Regions from separate parts of the Sus scrofa genome. Here region 2 is linked to region 1. Evidence: chromatin contacts called from public Hi-C data. All regions are on one chromosome and are shown on one strand. Each heading gives the region's core, a stretch centred on a gene start, on an enhancer-like site or on the middle of the called end of the contact. The rest is flanking DNA. Distances are from core to core; before and after follow the strand shown.

Region 1 (2,700 bases), core at 111-2,610:
CACAGCGGAAACTCCTATAATTTGGTAAACTCTAATTCTATAATTTCTCTCTGTGCCTCACCTCCCTGAAGCTCAAGCTTTCCAGATGGGGGCAGGAATACACATTTCATGCTGAGAACTCTGATCCTCCAAGTAGAGACAAGACTGAGACCTGGCCAGTGCAGGACTCAAAGCCTCAGCCACATACCACCAGTCTAGCCTATTTTCGGTACCTGCACTACCTCTGTGTATACATATCTCATGCCTCCAAAAACATTCTTGAGTCTGTGGCCCCCCAGCATCAAGCTGGCCATGGCCCTGGATCCGAAGAGGCTTCCTCTCCAACTCCCAGAAGGCACACAAGGACACTCTCAGTGTCTTCCTGTCTCCAAAGCTCACAATTCCCAGAGCAACCACAATGTTGGCATCCATCCTTTCTTGCTCTGAGTTTATAAAACTCTGCACGCCGAAATGGTCCACAAAGTAGGTACCCAGAGTTTGCTGGTTTCTGTCGGTGAGCACCGAGGCCAACCTTGCACAAAGGTGGCGCTGATCCTTTCCTTCTGAATTGGACACTATGTCTGAGCCCAAACCACACAGTTGGCGCTCAATACAAGTTCTTCACGGCCAGGACACCTGGCCCGGCCCCTCCAACCCCGCACCGCTTCTGTACCACCGTCCCTCTGGGGGCAGCCATTCCCAGGCCTCCCTTCAGCAGCGCAGCCTCCCCCGGTTCCAGACCCGGCGGGGCTTCTTCCTCCCCGCAGCTGCTCCCTCCAGGAAGCCTTCTCTACCCCCACCCCGGCAACAGCCCGAGGCCCGGGAGGCTGCCGCTGTTCCGGCCCGAGACCGCCTTCCCCCCCGCGCTGCGCCAGCCTTCTCCGGCTGTTCCGGTCCCAGTGCTTCCCCCCCACCCCAGGGCCTTCTCTCCCCCGCTGTTACTGTCCCGTTGCCCCTCCCCGTCGGGCTTCAGCTCCCGCGGCTGTTCCGATCCTGAGGCGCCCCCCCCATCACCGCTGCGCCTCAACTCGGCTGCTGTTCCGGCCCCGCTGGCCCCTACCCCCGCCGGCCCTCGGCTCCCGCGGCTGTTCCCATTCGTGCCCCTCCCGCCCCGCTGCTCTTCCGGCCCTGGCGCCCTCCGCCCCGCGGCCGCCACGCGCCCTGGGCCCGGCGCTGCGAGGGCGCGGCGGGAGGGGGCGCAATTCGGAACAGCCGCCTCCCCCGGCCTCGCCGCGGCTCACCCTCCAGGGCCTCGAAGATCGTCTGCGCCATCTTGGAGCTGCCGCTGCCACCAGAGCCCGAAGCCCGGCTGCGCGAGCATTGTGGGAGCCGAGGCGGCGGCGGCGAGAACGGGGCCGCCAGGGGGCGCCCGGGAGCCGCCGCTGAAACTCGGGCACCCCAATTGGGAAAGCCAGTAATGGCCTCACAGGACCCCCACCATCCTGGGGCTACCCCAGTCCCGCCTAAATGACCCAGCCACCGGCGCCCATTGACCCCATCCCTGCCTCACTTGAACCCCCGACTCTGCACATCGACCCCATCCCTGCTGTACACAGGGACCTCCCAGTTTTCTGGACCTCCAGCCCCACAACACCGGACGTGACCCTCAACTCTGTGATACAGACCTCCGTCCTGCTGCGTGAGACCCTCCCCAACTCTGCGACACGGACCGAATATTTGCACCGCACACAGAACCCTCGCCTGTGCAAACCAACCCCATTCCCATCTTACGCATCTCACCAACGCCCCCATCTCCACTTTAATACAGGACTCCTGCTCCAGCTGTGTAACACGGATTCCCATCCCTTATCATAGGCTTCTCATTCCCTCCTCCCTCAGTGACCATCTCTAACTATTGGAAGCCACCAACTTCTCCTCACATGACCCCCATCTCTGCCTGGTCTTAATCCCCTGTCACTTCAAGAGATTTCCGTTACAGAAACCTCCATTTCCGCCTTTTGGGAACCTTCATTCCCTCTATACACGGACTTTCTCCCCTGCTTCTTGGAAACCCTATTTCTGTTACATAAACTCCCAATGCCCACCTCAGCACCACTCTGGCCAGCCTCAGAGAAAGCCCATCCAGGTCTCCCAAAAATCCTCCTGCCCCTCATTTGGATCCCCCATCATCTTTTTTTATGCTTCATCAGCTCCTCATTGAGGACCTACTAAGTCCTATAGTAACTCCAGGAGTACAGTGGTCCTTTTCCATGGAGTTAGGAGTGGGGGGAAGCAAATAGACATTACGTTTTGAAAATTAGGTCAGGACAAGTTGTGATGTAGTTTCAAAGTATGTACACTTGGGCCACAAAGAAGTGTTGAGGTGTGCATGGGGGTAGCTGTGCCAGCAATGACAATCTCTCCCATGGGCATGGCCATATCCTCCTACAACTGGACTACCATGGATTTGACTCTAAACATCTCATTCTTTTTTCTTAAATACATGTTTTAGCCTCATTCAAAGCAATAATCAAAAAACCACATCTTCAGTTTCTAAATAGATAACTCCTAAAATTAAAAAAAAAAAAGTTAAAACTCCACTGTCATTGTAGAACACTGCAAGCTCCTGTTCCTGATAAATTGCCTCGAAGATCCTCTGACTAAAGGCCCATTTCTACTGTGAACTCCACGTCCTGTTCTGAACACCACTCCCCACCCCAAACAGCACCCCTCCCCTTCCTAGTCCCCCTTGCGCAGCTAGCTATATGCAAATGCCCCCAC
Region 2 (2,700 bases), core at 51-2,550, 95 kb before region 1:
TCTCCGTGGCCTGGAGCTAATGCACTTCATTTAACGATGGTAAAATAAGTACTTGTGTATGACCAGGAAAGTGGAGTCTGAAACCCTGCTGACTTCATCAGCAAACACACAGGGAGCACAGTACTCGCTGCAAGAGAAAATTCTAGAGGGAAAGAAAGAAGCCCCTTATCTGTTTAACATGGACAAAGATGAAAGAAATAAGCCCCCTCAGTGAACAATCTCACAGAATAGCAGACTGCTCCCAAATCATTTAAACAGCACAGAAAAAGTGTGCTCTGTAAAACAGAGGTAAAGGCAAGATAAGGCACATTCAAACAAGCCTGGGAGATGCCAATGGGCCTTTAGGGAGTCCGGCTGTCTGGCTGTGAGTTTCAATTTCAGTATCAAGTAAACCCTAAGCAAATTACTTAACCTCACTAATCCTCAGATAATAAAAATATCTACCTCATGGTTAGTGTGTGGATTAAAATAAGAGGTGTACCTGAAGCTCGGGCACCGGGCCAGACATGCACATGCATCCAGTAAATACTGGTGGCTGTGTTACTAACTGCAGTACCTCTCAGAGCCTATTTTTAGAAAGGGAACCAATACCACCTCCACCCCCAATAGCTTGGTGAAAAAACCAACTTAAAACCATCTTGATGATTTAGCCAACACCAGCTTCATCAACCTCGGTCCTGGTTGGCTCGTACCAGCACTGAGGCACAGAGGAAAGAGCCTGGAGCTTGGTGTCAGAATCCTAGCCCTGACACTGACCTGGGGTAGGTTATTTCACCTCTTCATTAAATGGAAAACGGGTGTGATATAGCTACCACAAGGATGGGTGAGAGAGAACCTCTCCGAAAATACTCGAGAAAAGTGAGCATTCTCTCCATCTTACCCATTTCTTTCCACTTCTGCCTCTGCCTTTGCCTGTGTCCAGCATTCTCTCCGAGGAGCTCTGTATCTCCCTGTCTCCCCCATCTTCCTCCCAAGTACATCTTTCCCGGAAAGCGTAAATAGCCGAGGCACAGTGGAGAGAAATGCAATAGTACTGACACTTAGGAGGGGCTTCTTGGGTGCCAGGCACCACGACCTGTGCTTTACATGCTCACCCCACGTCCTCCCCCCAGAAAACCCCTATGTGGTAGATAACATTAGCGTCTCCAAACTAGCGTCCCCAAAGAGTTTACTGCCTTCCCAGGTCATACGGTTATGCAGTGGCAAGCGTGGGATCAATGCCAGGCTGCCTATCTGCAAAGGGTGTGTTTTTACTTCACAGAGGAAGCCAGCTGGCCTGCTGCTGCCTGAGCCTGGGGATCTGAGAGCCTCTGTGCCTCCCCACCCAACAGAGTCTACAAGCCAGCACCAGAGGCATCCAAGGGGCAGCTTAGTCTGCCCAGAAACTCTCGACTAATTGGTAATCCATAAGGGCAGGCAGTAAAAGCCTCTGACTTAAAACACACACACACACACACACACACACACACACACACACACACACACACACACTACTGGATTTTAAATTGATTAAAATATACATGTGATAAAATCCAACCATTTTATCAGTCCCTCTGTGTTTGGGATGACAATTCCACATAGTTAGGGACTTTGTAGGGAGGGTTTGTTTGTTTACTTGTATTTCAAAGAATAAATGTTTTCTTTCCTCACGCCTGCCCTAAGCTCTTCCCTAGACCATAAGTTTCTCAAAGGTGGAAGCTTCATCTCTGTGGCCCCAACAGCACTGAGACAGGGGGAGGAATGCTCTAGAATCCCCAGCATTGCTCTGTCACCACTTCTAAGGCTAGCGGGCTGTGCCTTCTGCCCTCTCTACCCATAACAGCCTCCAGATCTTTTCCAAGACCTAAAATGCTCCTCCCTCTACACTCCAGGAGACGCAGGGACTATAGCCACAGGAACTGGGTAAGGCTTCTCAAACTTCTGTCACTTGCCCACTTTTCTTCTGTGTTAAGCTCCAGTGGAATGCCTAGAACTTTAAAACCGAAAGGCCTGGGGCTTGTTTAAGGGATAATGAGCCTGGGACCTCTTGTGACTACATCTGGAAAGAGGTGGCAGAGACCCAAAGTAAACAACAGATTATTCCAGAGGGGCAGGTGGGAGAGGCCTGGGCCATAAGGAGGAGGAGAAAACGGCTGAGGGGAGTCAAGGTTCACTCAGGGGGAAGAGCACAAGGGCCTGTGTGGCTGCCTCCTCCTGTCCCCGAAAAGGCAAGCTGATGGCTTCACATAGCTCGACCGCAGCTACATTCAATTCAGTCAGAAAGAGAAGGTTGGAGTTCCCATCATGGCGCAGTGGAAATGAATCCAACTAGGAACTATGAGGTTACGGGTTTGATCCCTGACTTCACTCAGTGGGTTAAGGATCCAGCATTGCCTCAAGCTGTGGTGTAGATTGCAGATGAGGATCCTGCATTGCTGTGGCTGTGGTATAGGCCGGCAGCTACATCTCCGATTAGACCCCTAGCCTGGGAACCTCCATATGCCTCGGGTGCAGCACTAAAAAAGACAAAAGACAAAAAAAAGAAAAAAAAAAAAAGAAAAAGAAAAAGAAAGAGGAGGTGTTTTACTGCCCAGAAACAGCAGGCAACCACGAAGTACCTCCTTGTGATAAGGGTAACTCGAGGCCAGGCTGGGGAAACTAGGATCCCAGGAAGGAAAGTGATCTGCCCTTCATTACTGAGGGGCATTGTCAGAAGTCTGT

Evidence for each region. A called contact is a pair of places that touch in the nucleus more often than the background predicts.
Region 2: a Hi-C map of liver shows a contact between it and region 1, with 2.7 times the contacts expected there. The contact joins the enhancer-like site here to the promoter of ZNF341 in region 1. A contact is called at or near these places in 1 of 5 promoter capture datasets (liver), 4 of 47 Hi-C or Micro-C datasets (liver and skeletal muscle) and 2 of 2 datasets of contacts at active chromatin or transcription factors (alveolar macrophages and skeletal muscle).

Annotation. Positions count from the first base shown.
Region 1 is chr17:37,222,619-37,225,318 of Sscrofa11.1, reverse strand. ZNF341 (zinc finger protein 341) reads right to left here and starts at 1,360. Exons shown (of 16, transcript XR_002339879.1): 1 at 1,221-1,360.
Region 2 is chr17:37,317,686-37,320,385 of Sscrofa11.1, reverse strand. The region is part of intron 1 of CHMP4B (charged multivesicular body protein 4b); the gene reads right to left. Among named protein-coding and RNA genes, the nearest start is that of CHMP4B, 34 kb to the right of the region's middle. Within about 2 kb of position 1,300, at least 24 of the 83 cell types and tissues checked have an H3K27ac peak or open chromatin away from gene starts, as enhancers often do. A contact at or near this core is called in liver and skeletal muscle, where this site is marked.